Linked DNA regions of Sus scrofa: region 2 is linked to region 1. A link is a contact called in public Hi-C data. All regions are on one chromosome and are shown on one strand. The core of a region is the stretch at or near the end of the contact, and the rest is flanking DNA. Distances in the headings are between cores, read along the strand shown. Region 1 has its middle 61 kb from the start of ARID5B. Region 2 overlaps ARID5B (AT-rich interactive domain-containing protein 5B).

Region 1 (6,700 bases), core at 2,705-5,204:
GTGAGTAGCTGGAAAGGAGGAAAAATACTCTTTCCTGATTGCTTCATTTTGTCAGGTTTTAAATCAGAGTGCTAACTTTTGTGCAATAACTGTTTGGTAATACTTAATAAGTAGCTGGTGTAGCACAGTTCCAAAAAAAATTTTTTTCTAGGCCTATACAAGGCCAAAGGAATATTAAAGTTTCACTACGGAAGAAATATGGCCACTGCCAAGAACTGATTAGTCATAAAATCCACAGCATTATCATCATCCATCATTGCCTTTCTTTTAATGACTGAACTAAAAAGAGGGACATCAAAGTTTTCAAAATAAGGTTATAAAAACGCTGTACACAGATGAGGCCTCCAAATATTTTGATAGAACCTGAACAAAAAAAAATATATAGAAAAATCATTGAAACAAATCACAAAACATATGTTGTTATGTTTTGCTCTAAAAACCATGAAGTTTATCCAGAACCCTATTATGGTAACTGCTTAGCTTTTCATGCATTCCTAAATTACCATGTAATCTAAAACCTTGTTTTCAGCTGCCCTATATTGGAAAGTCCCTTAAAATAATCAGGATGATTACAGGCTGGTATTCAGAAAGAAACTTGCTTGTATTATAGTAAATGAAAGTGTTATTTATCAGTCAGGCTCCTTTAAAAAAAAAAAAATCTATCTCAAAAACACAATGTATTCAGGAAATACCTAAACCAAGGATTGCATTTTGGGCTCTCTACATTTTCAAACACATGGATAGTTGGTGTAAAAATATGTTCTTTTCCTGCAGGGACTTGACTGTAATTAGTGTATGCCAAAACTCTCTCACAGAGATTTCATTGTCTTATCTACTTACATCATCTTAATGCGATTTTATTTTACTTTGTCAAAGTCATATTAATGTAAATGTGTTCTTGATAGCAAACAGAGTTCTTTTTTATGCAAAACAGGATTCAGCTGACTCTAATAAAACAGCTTGCAGTCTATTAGACTATAACAGTAATGTGCTTATTTTGTTTCTCAAATCAAGACTGTGTCAGAAAGCTATAGACAGAGATTTGTCTTGTTTTTCACAATAATTGCTAGGGTGGGGTTACATTATGATCTTTAAATGAATAGTATCGCTTAGAACAAACACTTCATATATCTTTTATCTTCCCCTGCATACAGTTCTGAGTTTTCTTTGAAAATGCTGTGCTACTTTTCCACATAAGTCATCAGAATGTTTCCAAAGAATTTTAACTGCCAGATTAATTATATCTTGCAAACAAAGATAGATTGCTTACATTCTTTATTCAGAATTCCTGCCAGTATGGAGCAACTGGCAACAAATTAATTTCTTTTGCAACCATGCAAAATGTTTTGCTATGAAAAGCTCTGGAAGGTAAATGGATCCTTAAAAAAAAAAAAAAAAATCAGGTTGCTCATTCTAAAAGGCTAATCTGTAAGCAAAGAACAGAGGATTAAATGAACTTGACTGCTCCCCCCTCACCTTCTTTTTAGCATCTATGTTATAGCCTTCCGTTAATGTATTCAGTTAATTAAGTATTGCTGTGACCTGGTGGCAATTTTTGAAATCCAGGGAATTTTTCCCCCTTTAAATTCCACCTCCCCCACTGAGCAGAATATAATCTGTTTCTAGTCGGTCTGTTTATGTCAGCTGTGTCTCTACTACAAGCCTCTAAAATGTTTTAATAAATTTATCAACCAAAAAATATTACAAACATTTCATTTCCTTTGATTCAGACACACACGCACACACACACACACACAAAGCTTCTGCCTTCATTGCAAATTCTTGCTGGTATGAATCATTCTAAGTAATATTTGCTTTAACTTTCGTGTGGTTCTACAAACAATCTTTATATGGCTGGACTTCAAAGCTAGGAGAAATAAAGGTTAGAAATGTGATAGGAGTAATCTATTATTAGGCATGAAACATTAAACCACTTTTAGCTATAAGTCTTAAAACCTGAATAATCTGGGTTTTTAATGTAGTGCATATTTATTGTGCTTTCACTTACACAGGCATTTATCACAGAGGAGTGTTTGGAAGAGAAATATTTTCCATTGCACTATGCGCCACAATTTGGTTTAATTTTTCCTAATATTTAATTTAGAAAAACGGTAATATTATAACAGGGTTCTCATGTTTCCTGGCCAAAATGCTTGGTGTTCCTCACAGAGTAAAATTAATCTGTTACCAGCCCGCTGACCTGCAAGTCAGGTTTCAGTAAAGTAGGCACCAAGTGGTGGGGGGTGGGGGGTGGGCAGAGGAAAGGGGTGAGTTAGGGTGGGGAGGGAGCTAAGATCTCTTTGACTTGGAGAAGGAAAAAAAAAAAAAAAAAGCTTTGAGGAATGTCTCAACCCACCCATGCCATCAAATGACAGAAAATAAGTTGAACGTGTATTTGAGCCGAGGAGTGTTTGAAAACATTTAATAGCTCCATCCATAACGACATCCACTGCAGGAATGTTAATTGTTAAAATCTGTACTGCAGTTATTTCTTTAAGCAGAGGGGCTGCATTAAGTGGAAATTCAGCTCCTTGTTTCTCTTCTTTCTCCACATATATTTGCACTTAAAAAAAAAATTATGAAATAAGTCAGATGTCAGATGGAGAGCTTTCTAGCACAAGGGAATGCAAAACAGTGTTAAAGATATATGCATATGCGGGAACAAAAAAACAACATTGGTAACATTTTGTTCTTGATTAAATTTGTGCTCCTAATACAGTAGATTAAAAATAAGTCCAACTGTTAAACACATGAGGGTTCCGCCACTGCTCCTGTGCCAGGAAAGCAGCTATCACTGCGGACCTGGCCTGACTCTCCCTCAGTAGCCTTGAGGAGACAGAGGAAATCTGACCCCCAGGAAACCTGAACCCCCAAGTCCATCAATGACCCTGCAGTTTGGAGATTCCTCATTTTTGTCTGCTGATTATACCCCAGAACCTTCTTCATGTCTTCTCACACTGTGTCAAATCTGGTGTCTCTCAGCAAAGGTGAAAGAGAATATTGGCTTAGAAAGATGGAGACAAATTGCTAATAGCCAGCCCCAATCTCTTGGAAGAAAATGAAAGTTAAGTTGTAGTCCCTTGGGAAGCTACTTGAGAAACTTGTGTCCTTTAAGAAGATGGGTGCAAGCCCCACATTCCACTCCCTGGGAACTTTATGACAGGGACAAAAGATGGGATTGTATACCAAAATACCTGAACTGGAAGACACTCCAGAGATCACAGTCAACTCTCTTCCTTTGGGGAAGATGCCCAGCAACGTTAGGGGCAACATCACACTGGGGAGTCCGACCCAGCTGGACACAGAACCCAAGCTTTTATTTCCCCAACCCTGTCTGTTGTATGATGCCATCTTGACCATTCAGTTTGTTCAAAAAAGAGACAGAAATTAAACCCAGGGGTAAAAGAAATAATATATATTAATTATAGTAATGGCTCTTTACCTAATCTGTGTGCTGTTACACTTACATGATTTCTTGGAATATGTAGGGTTTTTTTCTTTTTTTAATAAAAATACCAACTCTTCAATTCTTACTCTCTCCTCCCACCACAAAAATCTTCCCCTCCTAGCTTGCCCTGCGCCCTCTCAAATGTACTTTTTTATGGTCTTTGGTCAGTCTGGTTTAATAGGTTACCTGTTGCTGACACTCACTTCACGGAGAAGTGGAGCTCTCTGCTGTGAATTGCTTTCTAGCAGCAGAAGGGTTTGAGGCTGTGACATTTGCAAATCTAGGAAGGATAGCTCCCCAAAAGCAATGCAGAGAATTGCAGATATTGCCAGGAAAGGAGAACAGTTAATTGAAACTATTTGGGGCATGCCGTATTGAACAACGAGATGGTTTCTGAGCAACACATATCTAAATGTGGCTTGCCAAAGACCTGCACACTTTTAATTTGCTCTACAAATTTGGTTAGCCCAATAAAGTGTAAACATCAAATACTGGTCGTGGAGCACATTAAACATTAACCAACTGAGACCTTAAAGACTTAAGAGAACATTAAAATTGGAGGAGAAAGATAGGCCAGGCAACTCTGGGAAATTAGGTTAGACTCTAAAAGAGAATGTTTGTTGGCTGGGTAAAAATAAAATAAAAACTATTTTAAGGTTGGTAACCATTTGTCTCCGTAGACAGGCTATTTCCCCCACCCCACCCCTCTGGAGATTATATTTTTAAAAGCAAGCAAATGTACCAAGTCAATTTGATTTTTCTGATTGTCCTCCAAGACACAATGTATTACCACCTAAAGGAGCCCTGAAAAGAGGTATTTCCATTGCCTGTTCCCAGATCTCTGAATCCTTAGATGCAGCTCTGCCTTTTAGCCATTTTGTGGGTTTGTATGTATGCCACCTTGCTTAGCCTGGGGCTCAAACCCCATGAAAGTTCAGTAAGCTTTTGCTGGACAGCAAAATGAAAATGCCCTCTAAGGAGATAAGAATGGCTCCCAGTTTTACCCATTCAGACTTGTGGGGTAGAGCTCACCCAAAACAGGCATGAGTATGTGCTTATTGCTGCTTATTGTGTTCCTTTCTCAACAAGAGCAATAAGCACTTCCTTTGAAACAGTAAAATTCAGGAACAGGAAAGTAATACCATATTCAAGTACCTTGTTCTCTAAGTCTCCTTTGCCCCAGGGGGGCTCACAAAGTAAATTCCTGCAAAGTAAGAACATTTTCTCTCAGGAGAAAGTTTGGTACTTTAGTTCTTTGATACTAAGAGTCTAGGAGATCCGAGGTGACAGCTCTCAACAATCCCACAGAAGTCACAGAAGGCTGAGTGTAAGAATAGGTTAAACCACTCCTAGACCAAGAATTAACTCCTAAGACAATTTAAATGTTGCTGCTGATTGTCATGAGATTCAAAATATCTAGCTGTGATGGAACAAAAGAGCCTTAAAACACTGTCTTAATTTGGGTTGCCTCAGAAGTAGACCCTGAGACAAGAATGAATGAAAGAAGCTGATTTGGGGAGTTCCTGTTGTGGCTCAGTTGGTTAAGAACCCGGCATACTAGCATAAGGACAAGGGGTTCTATCCCTGGCATTATTCAGTGGATTAAGGATCTGGCATTGCTGCAGCCTGCAGTGTAGGTCACAGATGTGGCTTGGATCCAGCATAGGCCAGCAGCTGCAGCTCTGATTCAACCCCAGCCCAGGAACTTCCATGTGTCACAGGTGTGGCTGTAAAAAGAGAAAAAAGAAGCAGCTGATTTGGGAGGAAAAGAAACCCCAGATGTGGTGCAGAAAAACAAGACAGGAGAGGGAGGTCAGTTGACATGAGATGTATTAATAAGCCAGCTACAAGTTGGCAAATGGAGCTTAATCTCCATAGAAAGCTCTGGGAGCCAGTATAGAACACACACCTCAGAATTATCCCACTAGAGAGATGGGAGCTTGGGTATTTATACATCACCTGTCATCAGTCTTTGGATGAGGTTGTCCCTTTAGGAGGCAATAATTTCAGGGCGTTTGCAGCTGACCACATAGGCAGGTAAAGCAGGTTTTGGTGGCCAAAAGAAGCTATGAAGCAAAGAAATGCAGGAGCTTGGAACTGGAAAGCAGGCACACATGCTCTAAAGTGTGAGGGCAATACCCTAACAGGCCCCTTTGGTGAAATGTCTAAATATCAGCAATAACTCCTGAGAAGTTTAACTGCAGTTCTTTTGTAAAAGTTTGAGCAAATAACTTCTCCGAGTCTCCACTGCTCCTTTATAAAATGCCTATTTCATAGTATTCAGTGATACAAGACTAGAAAAGTAAATGACATAATACTCCGTATAGTAACTGACACATGCCAAGTACCCAGTGCTATTATAATGACTCAAAAGTGAGTTTTCTGACTTCAAATCCCACTTGTGCCACCAACTATTCATATACCTTCAAGCAAGTCATTTAGTCTCTCTGGTGCAGGACTTCCCCATCTTGAGAGTGGAGATAGAAATTGCCTGCTGTTCATTCCCCAGACAGTGAGGTCCAAAGAGGACTATGAAAGGACTAAGCCACACTTATTGAGCACTTTCCAGTTTACACAATACTTTTATATGTGCCATCTTATTTCTGAGCAGGAAGGCATTTTGGACTTACAAATCATTCTTCCAGTGGAGGGGACCTCCATTTCTCCAAAGGCCCTCAAGTCTAATTTGCATTTGGATTAGGCTGTAGATTGTGAAGTGATCAGAGTCCTATAGGAGCTACACATAGGTACCAAGAGGAAATTGGGTTTGACTTGTCGGTGCTTGGCTGGGCAGTCAGGGTGGGCATGAGGGTCAGTATCCAGGAAGGACATGCCCAGGTGGATCTTGTAGGCTCATGTTCAGAGTTGAGTATTTATAAAGATTCTAGGTGAATCAAGAGTAGCATTTATATTGGAATCATTTAACCAGTGAAGCCATGCAGCCAGAGATCAGAGTGGACCTTTCTGGAGAAGGCAGGTAAGGTGGCCTCATGCATGCCAAACCAGGAGATGGGCACCTAAAACAGGCTGCCGATGATTCCATCAGCACATCTGAGCACTGATTATGTTATCCCGATTTACAGTTGATAAAATGAAAGCTTAGGAAAGATCCTTGCCCAGGTTGTGCAAAAGTGTAGTCCAGGTCTGTCTGATGCCAAAAAAAAAGGTGGTGTTTTTTTTTTCCACCCCTCACCATATGCGGTTCCCCAGCCAGGGATCAGATCCAAGCATGGTTTTGACCTATACCACAGA
Region 2 (6,700 bases), core at 1,369-3,868, 170 kb after region 1:
TGGGCATGGCCAAAAAAGAAAAATAGAAAAAAATGTAAATATGGATTGTCTTGAAGACTATTTTCCTTTGCCTGTAAATCAACCAGTCTCTTGACTCCCTATGAAACCTGTAATAAAAGACCATGTCATGGGACCCAGAGAATTAGAAAAGTGCTGGCTTTTTGGCATCTGTCTCCCCAAAGACTGTTGCTATTAATGAGTGGAGGAAATATTTTGGCATTGTTCTCTGATACTATTTTCCAACTCCTATTAGTATAAATATTTCGGGTATTTCAGTACAGTGGCTTGCGTGGCAATAAAATTGTTGGTTCTTTTATTTCAGGGCTGGTATATTTGAACAGTATGCCTGTTCTTAAAATGTGTTGTGAGGCTGCATTACAAAAGGCTTTGTAGTAATTTGGAATGGAAGGCTTCTCAGATGCTGCTTATGGTCAGATTCTTACCAGTCTGAAAAATATGCTAATTACATACAAGGCTCTGAGCAAAGAGGGGGAACTCAATGTTACAATTTTAAACTTCCTCAAAACAAAAACAGGACACCACTTCAGGGGGAGATAGTGATTAATGCATAAACCAGGAGTTCCCATTGTGGCTCAGTAGGTTAAGAACCCGACTAGTATCCATGAGGACTTGGGTTCAATCCCTGGCCCTGCTCAGTGGGTTAAAGTATCCAGCATTGCTGTGAGCTGTGGTTCAGGTCACAGATGCCGCTCTGATCCTGTGTTGCTGTGCCTGTGGCATAGGCTGGCAGCTGCAGCTCCAATTCAACCCCTAGCCTGAGAACCTCCAAAGGCCGTGGGTGTGGCCCTAAAAAGGATAAAAAAATGCATAAACCGCATGTGCCTTATTAATCATATTAACCATTATACTTACACACTTTTGTGTACACACATTAACCATTATACTTACACATTTTGTATTCTCACATAAAATGTCCAAAGAGCATCCATATTTGCAAATATAAGTCATGTTTTGTTTTTTCATCAAAAATGGAAATTTAAGAATTCTAAGTCAGGCTACTTATTCTTTGGCTAATTCAGCAACAGAGTAAGTTATTAATGACCCCCAGATGTTGTTTATAGTGATTGGATATTTTCAGTTGTGAAATAATATTTTCTTTTGTGTGTGTATGTGCAACTGATATTTCTTAATATGCTCTACAGCATCTGAATAAAGTTTGATGGCAGAACAGTTTGCACGTCCAATGTAATTGCTTCTAAGTGAGCTCTTCATTCTTCACATTTTTAGCTCTAATTGCTTTTTTCCCATATGTCTAAAAATAAATATTTGCAAGTTTTGCGTTCTGCTACTCATTGTAATACATAAAATATTTGTACACTGAGCAAAATTCACTGATAATGTTTGCAATGGACTATTTAGAGAAAGTAAGGTTTGTGTGGTAAGAGGAGATAAAATACATTTTTATTAGTATAAATGCCAAAGAAAGCTGTTTATCATATTTTGAAAGAATATTTTTAAAGGAGTGGCCAGATATTTGACCTCTGGGACCATTTAAATAGACTCAGTTGGAAAAAGAGATCTGGAGTCAAAAATAGTCTCTTTTGCTATATAATGGATATTTTAAATGGTCTTTGGAAGGTGGAAATTCACTTTTGATGATCAGGGACAAGAGCCCTGCCATGTACATTATCTGAGTCCCTGACTTCCTGGGAAGGCCCCCTCTGCCTTCATTTCAGTGTATTCCAGCTCATTAGCACCTCCAACCCAAAGGTTGGCAGAGAAAAAGAGAAGAAGAAAAAATGAAATCACTTTTGCTCCTCTTAATGGCCTTTGGAAAGAATGGATCATGAATGAAATAGAAACTGGTGGGAAAAAAAACAGCTATTGGATTTTCTGTGTTTTCTTTTATCCTTGCTTTCTTTCATCGACTCAGATAATCAATAGTTGGCTTAAAGACTTTTAAATGAACTCTATAGCACGGAAGGCTTTGCAGCGATAATAGCAATATCATTATTCTCTTTACGTTCCCAAAGACTGGGTGAATTCCAGAGAGGTAAATATTGTCCACTCTCCATGTGGCTATGTTCCTGTTTTTTTTTTTTGTTTTTTTTTTGTTTGTTTTTTTTAATCTCCCCTCCCCAACCCCCAGATTAAAGGTAGCATTTATTTGTATGGGTTCAGATATGAACATCTGTTTGGCCACCAGTATTTTGTGATCCTGACCTGGCGATGTTTGGTATTACTGAAAGTTGGCAGGTTTGGTCTCGTCATCAGATTTGCTTCTTAATGTGCTGCTATATTTACAGTTCACCCAGAACAATCTGTGCCAAAGGTTTGCTTTTATCGGAACAGCTGCCGGATTTATACCACATCTCAAGGTTCTACTAGATGGGACAATAAAGTCATTCTTCAGTGTTTGCAGTACTTAGCCATCTTTCTGAGAGGTATTCTTTAAGGCATCCTGGCTGCGTGCCTCTCAAATTTCAGCCCCTCTTTTGGACCACCAGGCAGCCTAGAGCTTTTGAGCTTTGTCTTGGAAGTTCCTTCCATCAATCGGAATACTAAATTTACATTGTTAAGTTCCCTGGAGGTGTTAGGGCTCTGCATTCAGCAATTATTGTGAATCAGAACCTTAGCTAGGGTGAGTGCCAACATTCCAAGTGCTAGCACAATGGAAAAGAGAAGTGGTTTATATTAGAATATGGTCACATTCTTCTGATTAAACCCACTCAAAAAAGACAACATTGTAATATTTTCCAATGACTGTTTATCATGAATTACGTCAGCCTTCGTTTAAATTGCTATTATTTCTCCTTAATGCTTCTCGGTGCCTGCATTAATTTACAGCACTGGCAGCCTCGGGACCATGAAATAACCTTTCACAAGCAACACACAATAGTCAAGAGCATGGCGTTTGTGTTGTTAATTATTATAAGACTTCTTTAACTTTTACAAAGTGACATAAAATATTGTTGAGGTATTTATGGTTCAAGCTACTTTTACATGGATCTATTTTGCTTCTGGCTAGTTCTTAACTAAAGTAATCGTTTGTGGTTATTAGGCCGCCGGAGATATTATGTCAGAACTGGTTTAAGAGTATTATTATGTATCACATGTCATACACTACATGTCAGCACTTGAGGCTGTCTTTCAATAAAAACAAATGTAATTTTAGTTTGTACTCTTTTAGGGATTGGTGATTTGTAAGCTAACCTGAGTTCATTAGAAGGCGTCCCAATCCATGAGGGAGCCAGTCTCAGCCTTCCATCATTTGCTCTTGGTCTCTTTCCTGTGGATTTAAGATGTTTTCAAAACCAATTTTGGCAGAGGTCTAATTCAAAGTGAAGATTTGCTTCTGGGGAGCAACAGAATTAGCAAAGATTGGTTAATTGCCCATGATGGCTGAACTGGTTTTGATTCCCCCATTTTGTGGATTTTCTTATAGATTTCCTAAGCACTGGGTCTTCTGGGCATGAGAAGAGCATAGCCCAGAGAAGACCCTGCCTCACTGTTCAAAGAGGCTGCCCCCTAGAGGAGTTCTCTGGTGGCTCAGTGGGTTAAGGATCCGGCATTTTCACTGCTGTGGCTCTGGTTACTGCTGTGGTTCAGGGTTCAATCCCTGGCCTGGGAACTGGGAACTCCTGCATGCCACGGGATTGGCCAAAAGAACCCACAAAAACCTGGGAGTTCCTATTGTGGTGCAGAGGAAACGAATCAGACTACGAACCATAAGGTTGCCGGTTCCACCCCTGGCTTTGCTCAGTGGGTTAAGGATCTGGCGTTGCCGTGCGTTCTGGTGTAGGTCACATACACAGCTCAGATCTGGCGTGGCTGTGGCTGTGGCTGCGGCTGTGGTGCAGGCCAGTTAGCTGTAGCTCCGATTAGATCCCTAGCCTGGGAACCTCCATGTACTGTGGGTGCGGCCCTAAAAAGACAAAAAGACAAAAAGACAAAAAAAAAAAAAAAAAAAAAAAAGCCTAACTGGAGAAGCTGATAGTACAAAGAGACTTACCACCCCAATATTCAATAATCTGGAGAGAAGTCTTGGGTGAAGAGGGGTAGAAACAAAAAGGATGGGAACACATTTGAGTTTCCACAAAGCTACACTTCCAAGCAAACTTTGAATTAATATGTCACTCCCTGGGTTCCAAATACTATGCATATTTTCCAGTCCTTGCTTATTTAAAGCAAGAAAGGAAGGGCGTGCCAGAAAGTTTTACAAAGAATGAAAACACATTAATGACTCATGTGAACAATGACTGATTTTCTTAACATATAATTTCTTAATTACTGTCTACCAAAATAATTTGCATGATAATATTTCTCCCTCCCCTCCCCCATCTGTGTTTAAGAGTCATAAAATAGTGATCAAAGAGCCTATTTGATCAATAGTAGGGAAATAGAACTCCTTAATTCCTGGTGGATTGATGGGACTCTGACATTGGATATTCTTGAGAATAATCACCTCCAACACAATGGGCAAAATGAGCTTTCCAGTAAAACAAACAGCTTTTGAAAAGAGCTTGGGGGCATTTTCTTTAGCTTGATTTCAAGGAGGAAATTGTGACTTTTATGAAACTTGCATAAATTTACATGTATCCTGTCGGAGTTTTAAAATTAGACAACATGCCTGAATGCCCTGGAAATGAGTCTGCCATCCAGATTTAGAGTGTTTTTAGCTTTTTTAATTAAAGACATTTCACAAGCCAACCCCAGAGAAGAAGAGAATTAAAGCATTACATAAGAATGTAGCAAAGTTTGAGATTTAATGAGTGAATATTACCAATTTATAAAGGAGATAAAAGGTATGAAAGGAGCAGTTATTGGGAGGTGGGTTTTTTTTTTTTTTTTTGAATTTTTTTTTAAAATGTAAGAAGTGGAAGAAGTGAAAAGGCCAGGCTGCCATTTGCTGTAGCCCTCGTTCTGGAACTGGTTCAAAGCTCGCAAAACTGACTGTGGGGCTGTGAGGCTTGTTAATGAGCACTTGTGGCAGTGAACTGGGATCATGGGTTTGTCACATGAAAATATATATATATATATGTAAAACTCAGAAGATAGAAGAGGAAAGTTGTTGAGGCCATGTGGTTGTGAGAAACCCCAAACAATGGAAACCATCCAGAAGCCCATATTTAGGAGAATCAGTGCAAACCCTACAAATGCTCATTTTCAGTTCTTTAATAACTCCTGATAGTGTAATATAGTTATTGAAAATTATTTTTAGCTACACATGTTATACCGTTCAAAAAAACTTAGACTAAATACTGTCAGCCCATGTTTGCTTTCCTAGCATGTTATTCATTTATGGAGAAATTCAGAATGTAAAACATCTGGGAATTACGGTGTATGAGAAGTCATCTTTACAATGTGTATATTTCAGAACTTCTTTTGTGTATTTATTTAGAAATAGGGGAGAAATTCTGTAAACATGTTCTGGAATATACGTAGCATTTGAATATGAAAGAGAGCTGGCAGAACTGAAAACCCAAATTTCATTTTCTATAAATATTATTCTGTTGTAGGAATGGGTTTCTGAAATGAGAGAATTCAGATTATGATAAGGCAAATATCTCTCTTTGCCCTGGACTGGATTGTGTGAACTAGAAACGTCCATTCTGGCCTCTTCTGGGGTGTGATGCGATGTTTATGTCTCCATTAACAGATAGAGGAGTTAATTTACTTCAGCATTTTAAGGTTCAAGTTGGGGCGGTACAAAACTTACGGCATAGGTATAATAGAGTCTGGCCAGTGGGCTGATGGCTCCCTGGTTCTGTTAAACAGTGAGTCCATATACTTTATAGCCAGGCCTTTAAGAAACTGGCACCATCAGCACAATTACAGTAACTGGGAAATGACACAACAGAGAGAGGAGTCAGAGAAGGGAAGTTATTAATGATTTGTAATTTTCTCCTTTTGAGAGCAGTAGAAATAAGACCCAATCTTACCTACCTCTTTTCAATTCTTATACATTTCACATGCTGTAGTCATTTTAGTAGCTTGAAAGCCCCAGGGCAGTTTCCCCTGCACCATGTTCTCTAATCCTCTTCTTTTTCTGAAATATAATTAATTCATTGGGATATGGGCAGAGCTTATATCATTAAGTGTGTTGGTATAGTCCAGTGGGCTAGACCTTTGAGCTCTATAATCCTCCACACCGACTTTTTCAAGATTCTAAAACCCATTCTGTGGAGGAGGTTCTTTAGACAGCAGGTGGGTTTCCAGCTAAGGGGCGCTCTTGCTTTATTTTAACCCACTAGGGCATGGGGTCCTTTGAAAACCTCAGTGCTATACTTGTGCCTCACAGCCACCGTGATCCTTCATTTGTGGCTTTGACTCTGGGCTTAATATGATTCAAGGGCCATCATCAAAGGAATATTAAAATCAGTGTGTTTTCCACAGCAGATATTCCTGAGTCTAGTGACGAACTAAAATAACAGGAGCTGGGAGAAAACCTTCTGGCCAGGAAATTAACTCAGAATTTAAACAAAAAACAAACCTCCCAAATCCCTCAGTGTGAACAATCCACAGAGCTCTCCTATAACTAGAATACAAGGTTGAATTTGTTCATTAACAGGGCAGCCAAACCCATTGAACCAGTGTTACTAATTTACCATGTCTTTTCTTAAGAGTTTAGATGAGGTCTCTAGATCAAGGAAATACTGGAAACAAGCCAAGGAGACAGGCCTCTGTTGAACTTTTTCCCTTGCCTAGACTTTCAACACTCTGCAGAATGAATCCCACC

Evidence for each region. A called contact is a pair of places that touch in the nucleus more often than the background predicts.
Region 2: a contact with region 1 is called in a Hi-C map of liver, with 6 times the contacts expected there. The contact joins two enhancer-like sites. A contact is called at or near these places in 1 of 47 Hi-C or Micro-C datasets (liver) and 1 of 2 datasets of contacts at active chromatin or transcription factors (skeletal muscle).

Annotation. Positions count from the first base shown.
Region 1 is chr14:65,344,442-65,351,141 of Sscrofa11.1, forward strand. No RefSeq gene overlaps it. Among named protein-coding and RNA genes, the nearest start is that of ARID5B, 61 kb to the right of the region's middle. Within about 2 kb of position 3,955, at least 12 of the 83 cell types and tissues checked have an H3K27ac peak or open chromatin away from gene starts, as enhancers often do. A contact at or near this core is called in liver, where this site is marked.
Region 2 is chr14:65,519,248-65,525,947 of Sscrofa11.1, forward strand. The region is part of intron 4 of ARID5B (AT-rich interactive domain-containing protein 5B); the gene reads left to right. Among named protein-coding and RNA genes, the nearest start is that of ARID5B, 110 kb to the left of the region's middle. Within about 2 kb of position 2,619, at least 12 of the 83 cell types and tissues checked have an H3K27ac peak or open chromatin away from gene starts, as enhancers often do. A contact at or near this core is called in liver, where this site is marked.